2 separate regions of the Mus musculus genome follow, and region 2 is linked to region 1. The links are chromatin contacts, called in public Micro-C maps. All regions are on one chromosome and are shown on one strand. The core of a region is the stretch at or near the end of the contact, and the rest is flanking DNA. Distances in the headings are between cores, read along the strand shown.

What was found. Hi-C and Micro-C count contacts between places; a contact is called where the count stands out from the background.
Region 2: a Micro-C map of muscle stem cells shows a contact between it and region 1, with 3 times the contacts expected there. The contact joins the enhancer-like site here to the promoter of Mta1 in region 1. A contact is called at or near these places in 4 of 39 promoter capture datasets (the 3T3-L1 cell line, embryonic stem cells and frontonasal cranial neural crest), 1 of 15 datasets of contacts at CTCF or cohesin (CD8 T cells), 9 of 484 Hi-C or Micro-C datasets (CD4 T cells, CD8 T cells, bone marrow-derived macrophages and 6 more), 7 of 115 datasets of contacts at active chromatin or transcription factors (the 230-238 cell line, CD8 T cells, the SCID.adh cell line and 2 more) and 3 of 9 other capture datasets (adipose tissue, liver and pancreatic islet).

Annotation. Positions count from the first base shown.
Region 1 is chr12:113,095,849-113,101,332 of GRCm38.p6, forward strand. It overlaps Mta1 (metastasis associated 1), which reads left to right and starts at 2,430. Exons shown (of 21, transcript NM_001364622.1): 1 at 2,430-2,597. The coding sequence starts at 2,570.
Region 2 is chr12:113,056,552-113,062,035 of GRCm38.p6, forward strand. Pacs2 (phosphofurin acidic cluster sorting protein 2) reads left to right here. Exons shown (of 24, transcript NM_001081170.1): 9 at 259-416; 10 at 3,172-3,262; 11 at 3,532-3,609; 12 at 4,078-4,220; 13 at 4,522-4,654; 14 at 5,089-5,193; 15 at 5,298-5,404. Among named protein-coding and RNA genes, the nearest start is that of Tex22, 15 kb to the right of the region's middle. Within about 2 kb of position 2,615, at least 8 of the 459 cell types and tissues checked have an H3K27ac peak or open chromatin away from gene starts, as enhancers often do. A contact at or near this core is called in CD8 T cells and muscle stem cells, where this site is marked.

The DNA of each region.
Region 1 (5,484 bases), core at 1,180-3,679:
GTTGTGTCTTCCTCAAATGACACGAAGCCTTTCTCCCCTTTTTAGTTCAACAATTTGCCTCTGAGGTGTGCTGTGACCCATAAGGTGTTCCCTTGGGCCCGGTCTTCCTCTCGGTTTGCTTTGTCACTGAGCGTCTGAGCTCTCCCTGTCCCCACATGGCTCGGATCCGGGAGGCAAACACTCCTGCGATGGAGTCTTCTATTGTGTTTTCTTCTCTGCTGGATTTTACCTGCCCTGCGCCTCCCTTGTGAGAGGTATTCCTATCGAGTTACTCTGTGTGGTCACCGTGCCACTTCCTACGCCAGCATTCTTTGCTGCACAGGCAGCTCTCCCGTCGGGCGGCTCTGCCACCGAGGAGTGCATTCATTTCTCTTCTTCCCTTTGGCTCTGAGATCTTGAATGCGCCTTGTTCCTGGACAAGACCTGAGCTGGGTGGGCAGTCTACCTTCTCTAGCCTGTACAGGGGGAGGCAGTGAGTTGAGCTGCCTTCTGAGGCACACGGCACTCTATTCTGAGGGAGCGTGTTCCGTTCTGGAGAGCATTGGCTTGCTTGGAATTCAGAAGCCCCCTTTAGAAGTCAGCCGTGACCACCTGTGCTTTGGTTGCCATCTTTCCCCAAGGAAGAAGAGGACTGAGGCCTGCAACTGGGGCTGGAGGGCTACCTCTGGGGCGGAGGCAAACTGAGGTGCTACAGACTATGTCAAGTCTATGCCCTCTGCCCTGACCACTGCCTAGATGTTATTTGGTTAGCTTTTTGTTTTGAGACTGGGTCTATGCAGCTCTGGTTGTCCTGGAATTCACTATGTAGACCAGAGTGATGTTTCTTCTCATTGCTCAGGGAGGTGGCCTAGGCCTTGAGACCCTTCCATGGGTCCAAGCGTCATGCAGATTTCTTGCCTAGTTATGTACAGTGCATTAGCCCTGAGCCCCCCCCCCCCACGCCTAACCCTCACCGTGGCCCACAATGCTTTCCTGAGCGCCATTTACTCCACTCCACAGAATGCACCTCAAAGAGGACGCCGACTTGGCGGCCATAGACTTCCACCGACAAAGTAACCCGCCGTGCTCAGACTCAACCAGAACTCCCAGTCAGCTCCTTTTCACTGCCCCAACTGTGGCAGGGACAGGAGTCCCATCAGGGACACAACCTTTTGTCCTCTGGCCTTGGGGTAATGTCTAAGAACTCCCTCTTCACAGACCTTAGATAAGCAAAGGCAAGCCCTTAGTCACAGATGCCACAAAGAGGCACCTTCCTCAGCACCGCAATGCCCCACGGCTTATGTGGTCTTGGCTTCAGCTTGGGCTTGTGGGAGGGAATCCAAGCGAGCAGGGAGGTACACGGAGGGAGGCCTGGCACTTCAGGAACAAGCATGACCGCCTTGTTCAAGGATAGTCATGATGTTCCTGGGTGACTGAAGAGGTTGGACAATGGGGGACACACTGAGGACCCCTACAAGAATTGGAAAGGATCCCTACACAGGGGTGCAGGGAAGGGCTCACATAGAAGGACCCAAGGCAACCTTGTGAGAAACTCCCAAGGAGCCAGTCCTAGGAGGGCTCACCTTGTCAGGTATGTGAGAGGTCTCTGGAGGTGACCTGGGGTTGCTGAAGACTAGGTGAGCATGGAGCTTGGCGGGGGTGGGGGGAGGGCAGGGAAAGGGTCACCAATGGGTGCTGAGGGCCAGGAGGGAATGGGCCTGGAGAGTGCTGGAGAGTGCCACTGGAGGATGCCCGAGTCATTTGGGAGGGGTCGTGGAGAGCCTCCCAGGTAAGCTGAAAGACCATGTAAGAGGGCCATCCAGGGATGTCGAGGACCACTGAGGGTTAAAGAAGGGCCACCCAGTGGGTGCCGAGGTCCAGGCGGGCGTGGGCCTGGAGAGTGCCACTGGAGGATGCCAAGTATCATTCCGGAGGGGTCGCAGGAGGGCCATCAATGATGTGGAGGGCCAGCCACTCTAGGCGGGTTGCAGGAGTGCGTCCCAGGGACGCAGGGTGTGGGCCTGCCGAGGAGGACCACCTGGGGATGCCAAGGGCCACTCCAGCAGTGGCTTCGAAGGACCTCCAAGGGATGAGCAGCTGACCCAGGGATGCCGAGGACCACTTTGGAGAGGATGCAGGAGGGCCACTCGGGATGCCAGGGCCACGAAAGCGTGGGGCTCCGGATGGCCACCCGGGGATGCTGAGAGCCAGGCAGGAGGGGTCGTGGGAGGGCGATCCGGGGATGCCGAGGACCAGGCGAGCTAAGGGCTCAGAAGGGCCACTCGGCCAGGGGCACGCGGGCCGGCGCGGCGCGGGGTCGGGTAACGGCCCGCGCGGTGGGCGGCGGCGCCCGAGGCCCCTCCCCGCCGCCCGCGGCCGCTCCTCCTCTTCCTCTCCCGCCCGCGCCGCGGCCCTCCCGTCCCTGCGCGGCCTCGGCGGCCTCGGAGGCGGCGGCGGCGGCGGCGGCGGAGCAGCGCGGTCCCTTTAAACCGCCCGCCGGCGCCCCCGCGCCCGCCCCCGCCCCGGCCCGCGCCCGGCCCGCCGCCCGCGCTCGCGCCCCGCGCCCCGCGGCCCCGCCGCCGGCCCGGACATGGCCGCCAACATGTACAGGGTCGGAGGTAAGGCCCCGCCACGGCCTTTATGCGCCGCGGGCCCACCGCCCGCGCCTCCCGGCCCCGCCGCGGCCTCCGCGCCTCCCCCACGCCGCCCTCGCGCGCGGCCCGCGCCCCTCCCCCCCGTCCCGCCCCCGTCGCGCTCGCGCCCCGCCCGCGAGGCTCGGTTCTGGTCTCCGGTGCTCGTCCCGGCCCAAAATGGCCCCTGGGCTGCCGGTGCCGGGGCGCGCGCGCGCGGGGCGCCGAGCGGCGCTGGGAGGGGGCTATGCCCACCTGTTGGGGACCGGGGGTGGCCCGCGGGACGCAGGCGGAGTAGCGGCGAGTGGCCAGGGTGGCCAGGGCATCCCGGGGGCCGGCGGGCCCGGCGGCGGGAGGCCTGGGCCTGGGTCCGGGCCGGAGCCCCTGAGCAGGAGCACGTGCCTCTGGAGCTCTGGCTGCGGTCCCGCGAGCAGGAGTTTCGGGGTCTGGGGGGCAAGCGGTCTCCTCAGGGGGCCGTGCAGGGCCCGCTAGGTGTGCAGGCACCGTGAGTCCTGTTGCAGGGGCCACGAGCCCGTCCCAGCCGAGGGCTTTCCTTAGCAGGGATTCCTGGGGGGGAGGGTTGGCTACAGCAGGGGGCCTACATCCCAAGTGCAGGTCTGAATCACCCCAAACTTTTCTCTGCCTTACTGCTCACCCCTGCCTAGCAAGGAGGCACTTTCCTGGCCTTTGGAAGGCCAGAGGTCCCTACTGACCTGGGGCCATGAGAGCCTGTCTGCCCGGGCTGGTCCCCCAGTTGTTGGGCCCTGGGAAGAAGCCCTTTGCCCAGTTTGTGTATGTGTGTGTGTGACCAGGATACTCCGGAATGGCCTTGCACACATCCAGGCCATGCTGACCCTTATAGTTATCCCATAGCCTTCTTCTGCTCTCTCTCTGGACTTGGAGACCCTCCTGGTCACAGCCTAAATGTGGATGAGTCTGCTGCTGTCCCCCACTAGCAAACTTGGGCTTTGCTGTGAGAGTGTGCTTGAGTGCAAGACCACCCCGAAACACCCATCAACCACTCCTACGGAAGACCCCGACCCCTGAGTGCCTAGGTCATTTCCTTCCATCTCACACCAGCGGGACCCAGCCAGCTCAGTTCTGTGGCTTGGGGCACAGGGGTGCAGCTATCTCCACACGGATGGCTCATCCTCCCACAGCAGGCCTCCCACAGCAGGGGCCTCTCAGGGAATCCCTGATCTCACACCTTTGCTCTCTGCCAGGACCTGCCACAGGTCATACAGCCTGGGGTCATATGAGGAGGGGCTGGTCTGTGAGGATTCAGCCTTGCCAGCCCCAGAGGGAGTGGGCCAGGTCACTGGATGCTATAGGCTTACTGGCCTGCTTTCCAGGGCAGAGGCTAGCTCCTGGCTCCCCAGGGGGCCCCCTTCCAGGTGTTGCCCCTTATTCTGCCCAGTGAACCATTTTTGCAAGGATCCCCCTTCCTGTTCACCATGGTTCCTGCTGATATGGCTGCTGCTTCCTCGGGTTCTACCTCTAGTTCCCTCATTTCAGAGGTTCTCCTTTGCCCGTGAAAGGCTCCCATTATCCTGGTCCCTGACCCTGCTCTCTATCTGGACTTGGAGCCCCTCCTCCTGGTCACAGACTAAATGTGGATGAATCTCTTCCCCCACTAGCAAAACTGGGCTCTGCTGAGAGTGTGCTGGAGTGGAAGACCACCCTGAAACACCCATCACCACTCCTGTATGACCCTGACCCCTGGGCCACCTCCACCCCCCACCCCTCCTGGTTCTCATGGTTTCTGGCCCATGATGGCATGTCATATGCTGAAGAAATGAATAAATAGCATGAATAAATAGCAAAAGAGTGAAGGTCTGGGCTCCTGCATCTGACTCAGGCAGTGGGAGGTGGTGAGAGCGTGGAAGGTGGTCTGCAGGGCACTGAGGTCTCAGCCCGTTTCCAAGAGTCCCACAGCTGCCTGCCTGGCGGAGGGGCTATAGCCAAGGCCCTAGCAATCTGGTGAGGTCCTAGACTGGCTCATCTGTACCTGTTTCCCCACGGCGTGGCTAGAGATCCATCCCTGTTTTCATCCTGTGTCCTATATCTGCTCCTCCAGGACATAGCTGGTATCCTGGAGTGTCTGAGGCCCCATGAGGATAGGTGGCTGGACCCTGAGCCTGTGTGTCAAGCAAGTATGTATGACTAAGGAGTAGGGATAGGTCTGTGTTCCTATGTATATGTTGGCTGCCAAGCGTGGTCTGGGGTACCATCTGTATTGCCTGTAGTGCTTTGCAGGGTAGTGGTCCCCAGAGGGTATCCATGGCAGGTGAAGGGTCAGCCCCTAAAGGACTTTTTGGATAGGGAACTCTAGTGCCATCCTGGGAGCCCCAGCACGGCCTTGCAATGGTGCTCTGGGTGGTGGCTGTTGGCTTCCTGCCCCAGTCACTGCTTGCCAGATTCTCAGGCCCCCAGATGAGAGAGGACACACTGTGGCTCCCTGAGCAGGCCTTGGTTCAGTCTGTTGTCTGGGCTCTGGCCCCCTGGGAAATGTGTTCTGAATAGTGGCTGGTGGAGACCTAGGTTGGGGTATCTCTGCCCCCACCCCACCCCCTTCTTGGCACACGTGTCAGGTTTAAGTTTCAGGAAAACTGCCTTGCCCCAGTGTCCCAACTGTGAAGGCATGTGGACAGGAAAGATTGGGATTTGCAGCACAATGTTTGGGCGTCCTGTACTCCCTGGCAAGCTTGTCTGGAAGACGTGTTAGGGTGGGTTAGGCCGGTGAAAGTATGGGGGAGGAGGTTGCAGGAGCCCCAGAACACTTGGGCCAAGAGGTCAGCCAGGGTGGAAAGATAGACTGCATCTTAAGAGGTGGGCTTGCCAGGCTCCTGCCAGCGCCTGAGAGCAGGGGTGGGTG
Region 2 (5,484 bases), core at 1,365-3,864, 39 kb before region 1:
CTATGGTTCAGTGGGAGAAGTCTGTCTCAAACAGCAATGCAGAAAGAGGGAGATATTTGATATCAACTTCTGTCCTGTGACTACTCAGAGAGAGAGGAGGAGAGAGAGACGAAAAGCAAACAGTAGGATGTTTTGTCAAGTGAGCGTGTGTGGCACTGTTTGCCCTCCTGCTCGTGTTCCTGCACACCCCGCTTTGTGAGCCAAGTAGTGGCACAGGTCTCTGTGGGCTCTCATATATGTCAGCATCCATCGCTTTAGGTCTTGGATTCGGAGCAGGACCCTGCAGAACATGTTCCCGAGGTGGAGGAGGACCTGGATCTTCTCTATGACACGCTGGATGTGGAGAACCCCAGCGACAGTGGCCCTGACATGGATGACGATGACAGTGTCCTTAGCACCCCCAAGCCCAAGCTCAGGTAAGCTCTACCACGTTGAAACTGCCAAGTCTAATAAGCCTGAGCCTAGACAAGGATTCTGAGCTGCCTGATAGTCTTGTTCTAGAATGGTCTGAGTTGGTTTGGGCTGACCGTTTGTTATGACCCATGTTTCACCTTGGGGCACCACGTGCTTGGACAGCTCTCGAAGGGTAGACCAGGACATCCTGAGAGGAGGTAGGATGGAGTGAGTCCAAGTTTAGTGGGTAGACAGAGCCAGGTAGCTTTTCCCTGTGGCCAGAAACAAAGGATGCCTTTGTAGAAAGATAGGTGTGGAAGGGCATAACTACTGACCCATTGGAGCTAGGTCTGGCATCTTTCCACAGGCAGAGTATTTCTCGGGGTGAGTGGTAACCGTGCAAATGGAACACAGTGCTTGCGTGTCCATTAGGAACTAGAGACAAGCAGAGCCATCTGGAGGCAGGGAGGGAGGGAGCATCAGGGAAAGGGCTTGAGCTGGAAGGGGCTCTGTGAGGTCAGAGCTTGGTCCCTGCAGCAGACTGCAGAAGAATGAAGGGCCTAGACTGTCCCTCTCCATTCCCCCCTCCCCGCCAACAGCCCTGAGGTATACTAGAAACTAGAGGGCCCTACTGTCACAAGCAGCAGAGAGAAGCCCCATCCGGTGCTCCTCCTTGGTTTGGCTGGGAGGACAGATGGGCAAGCCTAGCCTAGGGCAGAAAGAGAAAAAGAAAACAGGCTAGTCTGCATACATGTACTGTGGCTATGTGGGGCCTAGAGAGGCTAAGCCCTCAGGACAGTGTGTAGACTTCAGTCTTGGTGTAGTTATTGAGGACAGAGAGACTCAGGATTTCAAAAAAATTAAAGATACTTGATTTTTAAGTTTTTAACCAGGACAGTACTGAGAAGCACACACAAGAAATTTGGATTTCTTGTGTCTTGCAGTTAATTAACCATAACTCTCAGTGATGACACTTTATTCATTACTGCTGGACTTGGTTTCTCATGCCTGTAGTCTCAGCATTTAGGAAACTTGGCATTGCAAAGCTTAAATAGCTGAGTTTAAGGGCAGTTTAGACTACAGAATAATGAGACATTGTTTCAGAAAACAAACTCTAACGCCTATTATGTTTCTGGTTCTGGGGTGGCATCCTCCGGCCTCAGCTTCTTTTCCTACCTGCGCCTTGCTGGGCTCAGTCAGGGGTTCACTGCTGGTTTGGGGGGTGTTCTCTAGGTCAAGCAAGCTCCTTGCTGGGCTCCTCTACCTCAGTCCCCCTGTCTCAGCACTGCACCTTCCTGCCTCATTTTAGGCTTGAGTGTGTCCTCTGCTGTAGTGTGACCTCTGCTGGGTCACCTTGGGCTCACCCACAGAGTCCAGATCCTTCCCATCATGAGCCCTATGACATTGTGTTGGCGTAATCCCTGGCCAGCTAATACCTGTAGTTCTGGAGCAATGTGTGATCACTGTGGCACCCTGATCCTAAGTAGTCACAAATGGCACCCCACATTTGCAGGTCTCTGCGTAGCCTTCTCACCCACATGGACCAGCAGAAATCCTGCCAGCTATTTTAACCTGAGTTCTATAACATCTCTTGGGTTTCTGCTGTCCTCATCTCCTCTTTCTTCACTCACACTTATTTGCTGAAGACAGGTACATTCATCCAGGTTGATCTGAGTGTCAGGAGTTACCCTGGCTGATCCAGAGTCATGTCTGTTCTGGATTAGTCTGAAATGGCTTTCTCAGGCTTGGTGTCGAGTCCCGTGTGTTGGTCTGGAGCAGTCTGAATGTGTCTTGGATGACTTAGTTGTTCTGGACCTGCCCATGATAACCTTGTGCTGTTGAAAATGTTCTTCTGTTTCCTGTAGTCTGGTTGTAGATCTCGGTTCTCAACTCGGGTATCAGTTAGGGTTTCATTGCTGCGAAGAGAGATACCGTGACCACAGCAAGTCTTATAAAAGGAAAACATTTCCTTGGGATTGGCTTAAAATCTCAGAGGTTTAGTCCATTATTGTCCCGGCAGGGAGCATGGCAGCACTGTGCTGGAGAAGGAGCTGAAAGTTCTGCAGGAGCCTGGGTCTGCATTGGGTGGAGCTTGAGCATAGGAGACCTCAAAACCTGTCCCCACAGTGACACACTTCCTCCAACAAGGCCACACTTCCTGATAGTGCCACTCCCTGTGGGCCAAGCATTCAAACACATGAGTTTATGAAGGCCACACCTTTTCAAACCACAAGGGGCATCCACTGCTGACAACCACTCACTGTGTGGTGTTGACTGCCTACCTGGGGTGAGCAACACAAGCAGATGGTGTTTTCTTCTTGTTTTAAATTACATTTTAATGTGGGAGGTGGCACGTGTGTGCCACAGCACAAGAATGAAGGTCAGAGGACAAATTGCTAGGATTACTTCTCCCCTCCCCACTGCGTGGGTCCCAAGGTTCAAACTCAAGTCTTAAGGGTTAGCAGCAGGCGCTTTTACTCACTGAGTCATCTCAGCAGCCCTGGGACACATTCTCTGCTGCTGACTTCATAGACAGTGCAGGAGCTATGCCACCTGGAGTTGTCACTGCAGAATCCTATCATAGTGTAACGTTCCCTCAGTAGCAGGCATTTAGTTACACAGTTCTTCCTCACTGTGTCTTTGGATGTTGCTCTCTTCTGTTGCTGAGGTCCATGCTGCTTGCCCTGCTGTGTGGGGGGTGGGGGGGGGCATTGAACCTCATTCTCAGTGTATAGGGAGGGATCTAGGGAATTAATATCTACTCCTTTCTTCATCCAGGCCTTACTTCGAAGGCCTGTCTCACTCCAGCTCACAGACAGAGATAGGGAGCATCCACAGTGCCCGGAGCCACAGGGAGCCTCCAAGCCCGGTGAGTAGGCCATTCTATGCAGTGTGAGACCCTTGGACCTGGCTGGCACCCTCATCCTTCCTCCCCATGAGTCCTGAATAGCTAGCCAGTGTGTACCTAGCTGAAGTATCCTGGGCTCAGGGTTCTGCCCAGTAGCAGGTGCATCTTCTAATGTAATCCTGAGCTCACAGTCTGTGAAATTCGCAGCTAGTCTCCCTGGGCTTCCTCCCATCCAGAAGTAGACATCCTGGTTCCACAGCATAAGCCAGTTCCTGTCTCTTCACCCCTAGGCTGATGTACCTGAGAAGACGCGATCCCTGGGAGGCAAGCAGCAGCTCAGCGACAGCGTCTCTGACACGGTGGCCCTTGTAAGCAGGCATGGGGGCAGGGGGACATTCATCCACCTGTCGTGTGCAGCTGATTCAGATGTACAGACCTGCACATGGGGTTTGTGTTCTCATACTCTGAAAACATGTATACCACCCCCAGGAGCCACCAGGCTGCCTGGTGATCCTTGTTCACTCTGTGGATATTGGCCAGGTATCTCAGGTGGAGGGCTGTGTCCTAGCCTTGCTATCAGACCCTGGCCCTCATGGAGTCTCTCTGATAAGGAGCAGGGTGGGTGGGGTTTCCAGCAGGTTTGGTGCTGATCATAGTTGGTCCAAGAGTTACTTGTAGGAGAGGAATACCTCTCCTCTCGCTTGTGACTGTGCCTTACGCAAGACCTGAGGTTAGAGGAATCCCAGAGCCTTTCCCCAAATCAGGGGCACACGGACGGGAGAGGCACGGTAAATGTTTCTGTATTTGGTGCTTATGGCTCTTTCTCAACCCATCAGAGTGCAGCAGTCCCCCGGGAACCATCAGGGCAACCTGAGGACAGCCCAGAGGCTGAGACCTCCACCTTAGATGTGTTCACCGAGAAGCTGCCTCCCAGTGGAAGAATCATCAAGACTGAGTCACTTGTCATCCCCTCCACCAGGTGTGGCCTTCGTGCTGAGGGACTCTTTGCACCTTTAGGGCAGGGTTGTGGGAAGCCACTTGGTCACTAGCAGCTCTGCCATCTGCTGGCTTACCACCCTAAAGGCCAAAGTGCCCAAGAGGCACCACTGCTTCCATGCCACTGAGGGCTCAGGTTGCTGGGGAGATTTCAGTGTCACCTCACAGGGTCTGTCAGGTGGGGATGGTGGCAGCTGTCGTGGGGCAGCGTAGTGTGCAACCTGCAGTGAACATACAGCTTACCACCCCAGCTGTTCTCCACTGCCTTTCCTGCTCTCTAACAGGTCAGAATCAAAGCCGGCCGGCCGCCGGGGCCGGAGCACATCCCTGAAGGAGCGACAGCCTGCTCGGCCACAGAATGAACGGGCCAACAGCCTAGACAATGAGCGCTGTCCAGACACGAGGAGCCAGCTTCAGGTTAGGGTAGGAACTGGGGAGGATACTGCCCAGACAGAGCAGAGAGAAGCCTAGGGGTCTGGAGGACTGGGCAAACCTGGAGGGCCTGCTGTGAGAAGACAGTCATAGGTCCTCTTGTCAGGAAGCCTGTTGACCCTGTCCTGCCACTCAAGGTGTGGCCGCTCCAGACTTAGGGACCTCCATGTTAGTTAGCGCTGTCCCGCCACCTGAAGTATGGCTACTCCAAACTTAGGGACTTCCACGTTAGTTAGGCGCTGTCCCACCGCCTGAAGTGTGGCCACTCCAGACTTAGGGACCTCCACATTAATTAGTTAGGCACCTCCTTACATGCCCTCAGCCTCCATGCCTGCAGGCAGTATGAGTATGAGACCCAGGGTTGGGAGTTAAAAGGCCTGGGTGCTGCTTTTCCTTGTGTGGACACCTGGTGTCTCTAGATTCCCAGGAAAACTGTGTATGACCAATTGAACCACATCCTCATCTCTGATGACCAACTCCCCGAGAATATCATTCTCGTCAACACCTCTGACTGGCAGGGACAGGTAAGGGATACAGCCATGTACCCCGCCCTCTCCTCAGCACTGCCTGGATATCTGGGGACTACCAGGTACCACGCCCAGGTCATTGTCAGCTTGTCCCTCTCTAGTTCCTCTCAGATGTCCTGCAGAAGCATACACTTCCTGTGGTCTGCACGTGCTCTGCTGCTGACGTGCAGGCTGCCTTCAGCACCATTGTCTCTCGGATACAGCGATAGTGAGTCTGCTGCTCCCTTCTTACCTGGGGCTCGACCCTTGGACATCCCTGCCTGGGTGTTTACTGGGATCTTACATCCC